Regions from separate parts of the Mus musculus genome. Here region 1 is linked to region 2. Evidence: chromatin contacts called from public Hi-C data. All regions are on one chromosome and are shown on one strand. The core of a region is the stretch at or near the end of the contact, and the rest is flanking DNA. Distances in the headings are between cores, read along the strand shown.

Region 1 (6,181 bases), core at 2,055-4,554, 470 kb before region 2:
TGCCATTCTACACTCTATGCTCCCCTGCAGCATTTAGTGGTTTTGAAATAAAGCTGGACAAAAGGCTTAAAATCCCCATCAGAATGGAACAGCTGGGCACTGCTTCAGACTGTCTCAGAGCAGTCAGGATGCAACATTTGATTTAGATTGTTAATCAATCCAGCTAGGGCTTGGAGAGAGGACCTAGGCAGTCTGAGTCACTTGTCCTCCCTCAGCCTTTACTGTCCAAGAGATTCAGTTTGAGGAGTAGGTGGGACTTTCCTAAGCACTAGAGAAACGAGCTGTCATGAAGGAAGGAAGGATCTGATAGACATCATGGACTCTCAGCGGTGCCATCTGAGAGCTTGAGGGCCAGGCCCTGAGAAGTGTGCAAGACAGAAGAGACCACAACTCTGAAAGTGTCAAAACATTAAACTATTCTCAATTCACAAGCTAAAGAGAGAACTATCTCACCCCCACTAGAGCTGCATACTTCTTTGCTCTGTCAGCTCAGAGGGCATAAGAGAATTAGTGTGTCCCAGCACCACAGAGCATAGCTAGTTTCAATTCTTGTTGCCAACAAGAGGAGCTAAGGGCTTCTGGGAAAATGGCCAATTCCAGGATCAGTGCAGGAAATAGGTGGAGCATCTATTGGAGAAGCAGAGTAAGTGCATGTGGTGGTTTGAATATGCTGGCCCAGGGAGTGGCACTATTAGGAGGTGTAGCCTTGTCAGAGTAGGTATGTCATTGTGGGCATGGGCTTTAGCATCCTACCTGCCCAGAAATCAGTATTCTCCTATTTTCCCTGAGAACAAGATATAGGACTCTCAGATTCTCCTACACCATGCCTGCCTGGACACTGCCATGCTCCCATCTTGATGATAATGGGTTGAACCTCTGAATCTGTAAGCCAGCCCCAATTAAATATAATGTTGTCCTTTATAAGAGATGTCTTGGTCATGGTGTCTGTTCACAGCAGTAAAACTCTAACTAAAATGGTGCATGAGGGTATCAGAGAGACCCACAGCAACGGGGCCACATCCAAAGGACAATGGAGAAAACACAAAGGACAGTCAATTCCAAGGCTGGGGCAGTTGGAATCATAGAACATAAAGTGTAAAATAGATACTTAGCATCATGCTAGATGTGCATAAATGACTGAGGATGGAAATACATAAATAAAAAGATAATTTTTCATACAGAAGCCTGATTAATTTTTGGAGAAACAAAGATCTTCAGGTAGAATTTTAATTATTTTTAAAAAAAATCAAAAAAAATGCTTAACTGAAAAAATACTTATCTTTAATTTCTCCTGAAGACAGACTTTGAGAGGCAGTTCCCTTACTAAGTCAAAACTTGCAAACAAGCAGTGGTTAGTGGGACATCTGGGTAATTTACTATCAGACTCCTGGAAGATTCCACCCAGATTCAAGACCTATGAAGTTTGAATAAGTACATTTTTCCCTTGTGACATGTCCCCAGACCTTTGCCTGTGGTTTGCCTACAATTCCCACTCTGGCTCATGTGTGAGGCAGCTGCCCTTTTGCTGCTGGCACTATTGAGGGAGATGGTGAAGCTTAAGGAGGTGGACCCCATGATGGATGTTTTTGGTTGTCAACTTGACTACACCTGGAATTAACTAAAACCGAAATGGCTGGGTGAACCTGTGAGAGATTTTTTTTCTTCATTAAGTCATTTGAAGTGGGGAGATCCACTTCTTATCTACATCTTTGAGTTGTGAAGATCCATCTTTGATCTGAACTATACCTTCTGCTAGAAGCCTATATAAAGGAGATTAAAAGAAAGAAGCCTGCTTTCTTTCTCTTTGCCTGTTTGCCCTCACTCTGGCCAGCAACTCCATTCCTTCACTAGCATTAAAGCTTACTTCTTTGGGATTCTGATGGATACTAAAAACCAGGAAAGCCATCCAGCCTTGAATACTTGGTCCTTCCATTGTTTGGCAGCCATTGTTCGACTAGCTGGACCAAAACCTGTAAGCCATTCTAATAAATCCTTTATCTCTATCTAATCTAAATCATCTAGGTAGCCATGTATCTACGAATTATTAATGTATCTATCTATCTATCTATCTATATATCTATCTATATATCTACTCTATAAATTGTTTCTCTAGAAAATCCTTGCTAATATAAGTTCTTACCTGGAGGAAGTAGGTGACTGGTAGAGATAATTGCAGAGCTCACACATGGCCCATCTTTCCTCTTTCTGCCTTCTGTCCTCCATGAGGTAGAGGGCTGCTTCTTTTTTGCACACATGCCACCATTGCATTTTGCTCAAGTGCATGAGTCCAAGCTGCCATAGCTGCTTGTGAGACACTGCGGAAATCACTTTTTGATAAAGTGTTCTCATTTGGTGTTTTGATCACAACGATACAGAAGAAACTAATACAGTTCTCAATACTCATGAATTCATCTTGCATCTTTTGCCTTTGTTTTTTGTGTTTCTGCAACTATTATACTAAACTGTTCTGTATCTTATTTTTAAAACATACTCCGGGGGTCTGTGGTAAACATAGAAGGGCATGTTAAAGAGGCATTGATAGATGCAGGGCTGCTTTCCTGATGCTCACATTTCAAAGGATGACTCCGTGTTTCTTGAAAATGACAGTCCTGAATTGCAAAACCAAGCTGGGGCTTTGAGAAGATTTACATCAATCAGAGGGGACAGAGGAAGTAGCCTATGTATGCACTCTGAGAACAGTGCCTGGGTACTGAAGTTCAGTTGTATTTAGGAAATATTGGGCTGTTTAAGTTGGGATCTGTGCTTTGTAGCCATGGGTGCATCTGACATTTCTAGATGGCCAAGAGAGCAGAAGTGAGTCAGGGGTTAGGCCAGGGCATGCACAGGCTTGAAAACCCTGATCCAAGGACTAATCTGTATTCTTTAAGGAGTCCTTGAGAGATTTTACACTTGGGAAATAGATGATCAGGCTTATAAATTAGCAGAATAGGGGAAAAGAAGGACTGATGCGGCTCAGACAGGGCTATAGAATAGTAATCGGATGCAGAGAGTCTTCTTGTTCACCACTTAGAGCATGTGGGTGTTTATTATTCCCACTTTCTCATGTTAAACCAAAGACTCCACGTGTTTAAATTCCCTCCCAAATGTTGTAGCTTCAGTACGTGTGGGCACTTTTAAGCTCAATCTGTCTCCCGAGAAGTCCAAAACTCACTTGGCAGCGAGGCTGCAGAACCTGTGTGGTCGCCAGACAGTGTGTGGGGTTTGCAGTGTAGGAGACAGGGTGACAAGTGAGTGGTACCCTGGACATATGCCACCGGCATGACTGTGGAAGACGGCAAAGCCAGCCAGTATTAGTGTCATCTGGCTGAGGATGGACGTCAGCTCCTAAAAGCATCCTCCTGGCCCACACCAGCTGTGTTCGCTTTCCTAGATTGAGGGAGACAATTCATATAAAAAAACTTCACTCACTGTGGGATCCTCAGAGTCAAAGGCTAGTACATTAAGAGAATAGACATCGTTTATAACTCAGTTTCCACTTAAAATATACCGGGGTAGATTATAATGCAGTGGAGTCCCATCATGAATTATTTATAAGTAGAGGAGTTTCTTCCTGTTTTATAACTGCGGATTTCCATAATTTGGAGCTGTCTGTGGATGACTCTAAAGCAGTCTGTAAGATATTTTTTTTTAAAAAAGAGAGAAAAAAAAGGAAATGGTTTGAGAAAATATCGGCTTTCATGCGCATTCCTTAGAATATTTTGTATTTTAAGTTAAGGAAGACTCACTTGAAGGCAGTATTGGATTTGATGGGTAGAAGTGTGGCATGGAGGAGCCTCAGGTCCTGGCTCTAGTGCACCCAGGCTGTGTCATTCCCAGGGCTTCACCCTACCTGGTGTTTGTTTCAGGCTGTCCCTGGCATTACTCTCCATGCTCCGTGACTGTCCCAACCCATCTTCACATAGCTGGAGACTTTCCTTAGCCTCCCCAGGCTCCAATGCCCCCATTTCATAGCTCCAGAAAGGAGATGACTACCAGGGCTGAGATCTATGTTTTTGTACGTGTGTGTGTGTGCGCGCGTGTGTGTGTGTGTGCGTGTGCGTGTGCATGTGTGTGTGTGTGTGTGTGTGTGTGTGTGTGTGTGTGTAACTCCGCGCGCTGGGCTTGGCAGCACATCTCTTTACCTGCCGAGCATCTCGCAGGCCCCAGGACCTCTGCTGATCCGCTGGATACTGAGGATCCAGGGGATGCTCTGTTTTATGTGATTTGTTCAATATTCCCATTGCCCTTCATTAGACTCCTTTCTTTATGTTGTGTTAGGTCCCTTATAACCTTTTTTTTTTCACATGGGAATCATTTTTGTTTTATTTGTTTACTGACTGTTTTTCCTTTTTATTTTAACAATCATTTCTTAGGTGGTACAATGTTACTTTTTTTTTTTTCTATGAACGTTCTCCTTACAATTTCAAATTAAAAAAAAAAAAAAAAACCGCCCCAGAAGCTAGAGAGATTGCTCAGTGGTTAGGAGCACTTGTTGCTCTTTCAGGGAAGTTTGGATCAATTCCTAGCATCCACATGATGGCTCACGATCTCCAGTTTCAGAGAATTCCACACTCTAGAAGAATACCCTTCATGAGCAGCAGGCGTTTATGAGATGCACAGACCTGCATACAGGCACAATATCCATTCCAGTAGAATTAAATAAACACACACACACACACAAACATGCACATGTATGTGTGTGCACACGCATGCATATGCACACCCATGCATACACTCATGTGTGCACATGCACACACCTAGACTACACAGCAGCACTGAATGTATGCTCACTCATCAGTGTTTTTTGATTGCACAAGATTCTCTTCATTGGTCTGTTTGAAAGTTACGCCTTCATACCTTTCCAGCACATTGAGGGAAGTTCCATTTGAGTCAGAATAATCCAACCATAGGCTATGCAGAATGAGGATGACATTCTGCCATGTGGCATTTACATCCTTCCATGGGGGACGCATTTTTAAGGTGCTTACTTTTTGAAATGCTGAAGTGAAAGTAAAAGAGGGACGCCGTTCTGGAAATATGTGTCCTTTCTGTCACCTCCAAGTTGTTGATTCCTCAGAAAGATTTCAATTCCATTATGTATCACCAAGTATTATATAAACTGTCACTTTCACTTAAGTTCTAATTTATTTATTTGTTAGTTAAGTTTATTTATGTGTATGCTTTCTTTTTTCTGTGTCCTCAGTGAGTTCTGTCTCAACTAGATAAATTTAGATTCTCTTGCAGTGATACCTTTTAACCACGTGGAGTCCTGACTGTGGGTCATTTACAGAAATCAGATAAAGGAGCCAGATACAGAGCACCTAGCTCAAGGCCACAAGTCTGAGAGATAATCATGATAGATTGTGATAATATTGCAAAGCAATACACTCTCATAAGCAAGTGACCACACACTCCAGATGTTAAAGAATATCTGCTATTTCAAGGTAGACACTAGGCACTAACTGTGCCACAAGCTTCTACAAGGCTATTGTCCCAAATATAAAGGTTCCTTTAAAGCATAGAGTATCTGGGTGAATGATACCCGAGGACAGGCCATGCATGACCCTTTACCATAAACATCATGCAGTTTAGTCCTTGGATGAAAAAAAAACTGCCTTTAGATAGGAAATCAAAGTGACTACAGTTTAAAATTCATCTCTTAAGACCCTGTTTTTCCTTTGACATGACTGATCTGTAGAGACTTCTCACTTATGGTATGCACTTCAGTGTGGGTGCTTACACCGATCAGCCTCAAGAAATGTGTACTCCAGAAGTACAATGTGGGGAAAATGTGGAGTGAGAGGTCAGTGTGGGAAACACTCCTTGGTTTCCTTAGTAATAGTTATCTATCACTGTAACCTGGAGGGAACTTTATAGATTTTCTGTAAATGGATTCTGAGGTCTATAAATTATACTTAGAGAAGAGATTATCCTGTTATGTCAAATTCCAGCTAACACAAGGGTAATGTGTTGGCACACAGGTCCCCTGCTTCAGTGACTTTATTCAATCCTATTTCCAACATTTATTATGTCTTATGATCTTAGGACTTCACCAATAATAATCATTATTTTAGGCATTTATTTTTAGGAGACATTCTCCTCTGACCATTAGAGTATTGCTATTTAATGGAGTGGAAGTGTCAGTCTTTGCCTTGGCTTTCAGCCTCCAGTAAGGACACAT
Region 2 (6,484 bases), core at 314-2,813:
GGACTGTTCTGGCCTCTGAAGGCACTGCACTCGCATGGTACACATACATACACACATGCAGGCTGAATATTCATACACTTAAAAAACTAAAACATCCAAAAGTGAAGATTAGGAACAGTATCAAACTCGTTCTGGTTTAACCTGTTGTGATGAGAGTGGGCACAATCATGATGTGTATTTCTAAAATGGGATTGCTGTGCACACAATATTTCTTAAATTGTTTTTTTTTTTTTATTTCATCGTATCTGGAAGCTGCTTATGAAAGCAGGACATTTTAATCAATTCATGAAAAGCTCAGTTCGTTTGTCAAATAAAATGAAACTCCCTTGTTCATTGTGTGCTATGTGGATTTAGAGAAAATATCTAGATTGGGTATTTGTTGTTGTTGTTGTTGTTTGGTTGGTTGGTTTTGCTTTTGCTTTTGTATCAGTGAGACGAAGCACCTGAAGAAGAAGACTTGATGGGGTGGGAGGCCTTTGGGTTCCTGGTTTTGTAAGTTTTATCCCATGATTGGCTACCTCCTCCTTGCTGTGGGCTTGTGTCAAGGCAGAACTTCTACAAAGGACATTATGGATTAAAGTTCATGAGATTGTGGTGGTCAAGAAAAGATAGAGATGAGAGAGAGAGAGAGAGAGAGAGAGAGAGAGAGAGAGAGAGAGAGAGAGAGGAGAAAAGACAGAAGATGATTGATAGATAATAAATAATAGAAATAAGTAGATGATAAATAGATGACAGATTATGATAAGTATATAGATAGATGATAGATAGATGATGATAGGCAGACAGACAGACAGATAGGAAGGATAGGAAAGACAGGGGAGGGGAAGGAAGCAGAGGGAACATACCTTTGGTGGCAGGCTCCCTTCAACCTGGAGCAACACAGGTCTCCACAGCTTCCCAGTAGCACCTCTGAGGATTTAATCCTCCAGGAGATGGTTCCATTTCCAAAGTCAGAGCCTCTATGCCCAAGTCATTTCACAAGAGCGCCACCAAGAGGTTTTTTTCCCCCTAAAATTCTGCAGGTTAACAAAGCCCTTGTGACTCATCCATTTTACAAGAGCTCTGTCAAGCCTCTCCCCCCCCCCCCCCGCCACCCCTTAAAACCCCGCAGGCAATGCCCAACAGCTTCAGAAAGAATATTTTCACTTTATTGCCAGAACCACCTGGGTTGGGCCATCCTGAAAATGTGTCACGCTTTTTATCACATTCCACTTAGCCCAAAATATCCCATTCATTGTCCTTCCTGTGAGGCTTTCTCGGTTCCTTTTATACCACAGACCATGCCAAGGGTACCATTCCTTCTAAATAAGTGGGGCTACTTTTTCTTTCAGTCTTAAAGACCTGGAGTTATTTCTTCTTCCTAGTCTGTCTTCACACAGTGAGAGCAGAGGGACCATTTCCACTGCTAGGTTCCAAAGAGTAGCTGTCCAGCATTGGATATGAGAAGCTCCCAGGGCTCAGCAGATGGTGAGGAGATGAAGCAAGATCCCACTGTACTGTGTCCAGAACTGGGTTGTGTCACACCCTCTCAGTGGCTGTGTCACAACAAGTCTGTGTAACAACACTGTGTTATTAGTGATAATTGTGACAGCTGGGATTGAGAGCGTTGCAGTGGATGGAGATGGTTTCAAGCTAGTCCTTGTTGATAACACATTTATCAGATCTCAGGCAAGTTTCTCTGCTTTATACTCTGCTCCCATTCCCATTGTTTAAGTCACAGCAGTAACTGCCACGTGAGCCTTCATAAGGACTAAATGGGTTAGTGCTCATACATTCTGCCTTCCGTGGTGTATGGCATCATACGTTCTCTTGTACTGTTTAATGTATAATGTATTATATTGATTCCAAAGATAAGTTGCTAATGATGTCTATTCATTCCCTAACTCAAATCATCTTCTCCTCAAAACACTTTTCATGCCTAAAAAGGTTGTCTCTTCATTGGGAGTGGTTTCTGTGGTGGTCAAACTGTACTTATTTTATACGTGCGAGCCAAGTTTCTGTTCAGAGATGAGTGTCTACTTCTAAAATGTTGCAAATGAGCAAAATGTCACTCAGAGAGACACTTTAACAACAAGCTTATGAACCCCGGACAGCAGGTGTTACCTGTCCCTGGAGCACCTAGCAATGATCTTTCCGTACTCGGGGCTACGTCTGCACCATCCACAGGAAACATACACTAAAGCCCCCATTGTTTAGAACTGCTGAACTATGAAGACAATATGTATTACCTACCGAAGGACTATGATGTCTAAGCCTGACAACTTCTGCTTCTTTATATCTTATCATCTAGCCGGTGATTTGGTTATACTGGAGTTGAAAGCTAAGAGGGTTGGGTAAGAATGCAGGCTTTACATCAGACAAACCAGGGTTTGCATCTGAAGTTCAACTTGTTATGTCATAGTAAGGATATATCTTACACCCTGAACGAAAAAGCAGGATTCAGCACACAAAATCAACTTCCAATCTTCTTCCAAACTGCCACAGTGGATAGTGTATAATACATATACACTATTATATGTCTTCCCTTAACACTGTAGGCTCTTAGTTTCAAACCTTTTCCTAGGTGCAAAGGCCAATTAACAAGAGGAAAACACACCAATGCCAGGAGACATTGACAGAATGAGTGGCTGTCAAGGAGGTGATGTTAAATTCTGGTTTTGAGAGAGCATCTCCTGCACCTTTTCAGAGAAGTGACAAGGTAAAGAGAACAGGCTTTGGATCTCTCAGGGAAGCAACTGTGGAAAATAAATGAATGACGGATAATGGATGATTAGTGAAGCTCATTAGCGTGTGTCCTTTGGAACTTTCTGTAGACAGCAGAGGTCTATGGTTGTCTGCAGTGTTAGTTCCTGGAGCACGGGTGTATGGGGACCCTTTCTCTTCATTTCCTCTGTACAGTTCTTGAAGAAGTGAAGGAAGGACAGACAGCTTTGACCGGCTGCTCCATTTTTAGCTTGAGTTCTTCCTACAAGTCCAAACTTCTCCCTGGCTTAGCAAGTCCTCAGATGCTTCCATCTATCCTCCCACGGGACCTGCCACTTCCTAAAGCAGGGAAAGAACGAAGAAGAGGACTCAGGTCTCTGTTCAGAGCCCCAGCATTTGTATAAGTGTGAAGCGATACTTCTCCTTTGTCTTTACTAACATCTTCCAAATTTCACTGTTGAAAGGTGAGTCCCTCCTGCAGTACAAAGACAGCGGTCGGCCTTAACTAACCCTGCTAACGACACGGAAGACAGGCTGCCTTGACCAGAGGGTTCTTTCCCCACAGTTCCGTCTCTTCAGAGGGAGGAAGTCAATGTGGCTGGCTGAGTGTTTAGAGAAGGAGTAGGATAGAGATTCATGGTACAAAAACATCACAAAGAACAGGCCGTTCGGAGTTTTCAAACTAAAAAGGTCAAATAATAACACAAACTAAGTTAGCGAGACCAAAACCTCTCTGCCACGCAGCATCTTCGACAGTGATGAATAACGGTCACCGGGCAGAGTCAGTAATTGCCTCCCTGCCCTGCTGCCACAGACAGTCTCATTCTGAGGCATCGCGCCTCCGATGTGGCACTGTGTAAGGAGTCCTGTAAGTCCTCCCTCCCTCCCTCCCTCCCTCCCTCCCTCCCTCCCTCCCTCCCTCCCTCCCTCCCTTCCTTCCTTCCTTCCTTTCTTCCTTCCTTCCTTCCTTCCATGAAGAGTTTTCTTGGTGATTTATTTAAAAGTAAGATGATTGGAAAACGAACTGACTTCAATCAAATTCAACTAATACCATGTGGTGTTGCGTTACAGCAGGTCACCCGGCTGATGTTTGTCTTTCACGTGGACGTTATTATTTACTGGCTGTAGTATGACTTTACATCGGGAAGCTTCCGGTCTTGAAGGGACCCAGCTTTTCCTAAGCACCCCATTGGCAAAGCCACGTGAGGCTCGGGTATCTCCCTCGAGAGACAATAGTTCTCATATTACATACACTTAACAGTTAATATCACTAACACCATAAAGCAGAGCCCCACATGCAAAAACATATTAAGTCATTTCATGTTTTTAGCCAACCTTCAATACACAGAATGAAATGAATAAATATCCATCAGCAGACATGTCAAAGTTTCACTCTGTGTCTGTGAATTCTGGTTAGAACAGTGGCAGCTTAGCAAAAGTGACTAACTTTCTGGTTACCCCATTTGTATCTGGGAGCTGGGGAGAGGGACCATGCTTGCTGGACAAGCCTGAGAATCTGGTCTCATATTGAGCCTCAAGTAAGCCAGGAAGACGTGGTAGTCAAGAGTAATCCCAGCAGGCAGGAGGCAGGGACATGGGGTCCCCAGGCAAGCTGGCCAGCTAGAGTAGGTGAAATTGGCAAGCTCCAAATTCATCCAGAGACACTGCCTCATTAAGTAAAGTGGAGAGCAGTTAAGAACTCCCAATGTCAGCTTCAGGCTTCTGCATTCCTGCACAGAACATGCACTCACACGTGTGCCCACACAGCATGCATTCAAACACCCGCATCATACGTACATGCAAGCAAAAACATCTTAGTTCTCTGAGGGACCATATTTATTGTAAAGGTCTGTCAATGTCCGTAAAGCAGTCAGAGTGTGTGTGCTATAGATTCCTGAATTATTACCTCTGTTTTCACTGACCAGTGCTTGGAATAATGACAGTATTGTAGCACTGCCTGTTCGTCCTCTGTGGATTATTAAAGTTTCTCTTCTAAATTTTTTCTCTTCCCTGTTCCTTCTACCCGAACTCCTGATTTCTTTCTACTTTGAATTTCTGTACATCTGTTTTCAAGTATAGCTTTAATCCCATATTATATAAACTAAGGTTTATGAGTGGTCAACCCTAGGTTACAACAGGATCTAGTCATCCAAAGTTCTGAGTGGTCAACCCTGGGCTACAACAGGATCCAGTCATCCAAAGTTCTGAGTGGTCAACCCTGGGCTACAACAGGATCCAGTCATCCAAAGAGTGGCTAATCAAACACCAGATCTTAGGGCTTACTTTCCAAAATAATTTTGTTGCTTGATAGTAAAGCTGCTTTAGATTTTCTGTGTCAGTGCCTGCCAGCTCATGAGACCACTGTGACAGAAGTAAAACAGAATGTATTCTGGAAAATGGAGAATTGCCAGAAGGGAGGTGTTGGGACATTTCATTATGGGATTTGGGCTGTGTTCTACAATATGGGGCAGGATTTGGAGCTGAAATTTGTTCTGGATTGGATGCTTTGGAGAAGCACACAAGAAAAGGGTGAGGTGTCTCTGATTGAGGATCTCCCTAAATCTTAAATTTGGGGAGACTATAGACTGCCACAATGGTCATACAGGCCAGCAGAGAGATCTTCCATCCACTTTCAGCTTCAGATAATGTTGGTGGTTTTGTATGAGGTTAGACATGATTACAGAGATCTTTTAACTTATTGTGGCCACGGTGGCCTTTCCTGGGGTGATTTCTATGAAATAGTGTTCATTCATGACTGTCAGGGCCTTACTGTGAGCTGAAGGCCAGGCCGGGATGCCTGAGAGAGCAGCTGTTTTCTTCTTTAACTGTCTCTTTACCTATAATCTATCCATAATAATGTTAATGTCACAGACTCATAGAACAGATGTAAATAGTTGTACATGTTTGACATAGCATCCAAGAAATGCTAAGTACTTAATAAAATGTGGCTTTATTTTTGTGATGCCCCAGGCATCTGCAAACTGCAATGTACTTTCCACATGGTCGTGCTCTGACCTTGATTTTTCTTCACTTTTCTGTGTGAGAACAGTGGAAATCAGGCCTCCAGTTGTGGGTTTAATTGGGATAATCCTCTTCTACTTTGAATGCCTACTGAAAGGAAGCCCTTGGGAATCTTGAAAGTTGTTGAGCCTCACTCTGATTCTCCCTGGAAGCAGGAGTGGGAGCATTACCACTTAGGGGGTGTCAGTACGCCCCCTCTCTGACTTCAGGCTTTTCACCTGAATTACAGGCAAATAGTCCAAACTTACAAACCAATCATTTCTTGGAAATTTTCAAAAGAGTCAACTTAAAGATGCTTTCTTGAGAGTGGTAAGGAAATTTTGTAAACAAAGAATAGGGTTTTTTTTTTTTGGTTTTTGTTTGTTTGTTTGTTTGTTTGCTAAGTTTCTTCTGTATTATCCTCATTCTCTCTATGTAGCAGCTAAAGGAAGAACAGAAAACTGCATGTGGTAAGTAATATTGACATTGGGCAGGAAAACGTAGAAGTATTATAGAAATTGGGAAGAAGACACTGTTCAAAGGCAAACTGACCAGAGCTTCTGTGATCTCAAGATCAACAGCTTGTTCAGAAAAAGCCCCTATATCCAGTTTCAAACCATGCCTTTTCCCACTGAAGCTCTCGTTAAGAACTCAATAACAAAGAGAAAGAGAGAGAGAGAGAGAGAGAGAGAGAGAGAGAGAGAGAGAGAGAGAGAGAGACTATTCTGCAGTTCCTTAATTACTAACCTGCTTCTTAAAAAAAGTTTCACTTTCATGGAAT

The links. Hi-C and Micro-C count contacts between places; a contact is called where the count stands out from the background.
Region 1: a Hi-C map of cerebellum shows a contact between it and region 2, with 2.7 times the contacts expected there. The contact joins two enhancer-like sites. A contact is called at or near these places in 7 of 484 Hi-C or Micro-C datasets (cerebellar granule neurons, cerebellum, cerebral cortex and 2 more).

Annotation. Positions count from the first base shown.
Region 1 is chr8:9,927,329-9,933,509 of GRCm38.p6, reverse strand. No RefSeq gene overlaps it. Among named protein-coding and RNA genes, the nearest start is that of Lig4, 46 kb to the left of the region's middle. Within about 2 kb of position 3,304, at least 16 of the 459 cell types and tissues checked have an H3K27ac peak or open chromatin away from gene starts, as enhancers often do. A contact at or near this core is called in cerebellum, where this site is marked.
Region 2 is chr8:9,455,865-9,462,348 of GRCm38.p6, reverse strand. All of the region lies in intron 1 of Fam155a (family with sequence similarity 155, member A), which reads left to right. Among named protein-coding and RNA genes, the nearest start is that of Gm39128, 290 kb to the right of the region's middle. Within about 2 kb of position 1,563, at least 7 of the 459 cell types and tissues checked have an H3K27ac peak or open chromatin away from gene starts, as enhancers often do. A contact at or near this core is called in cerebellum, where this site is marked.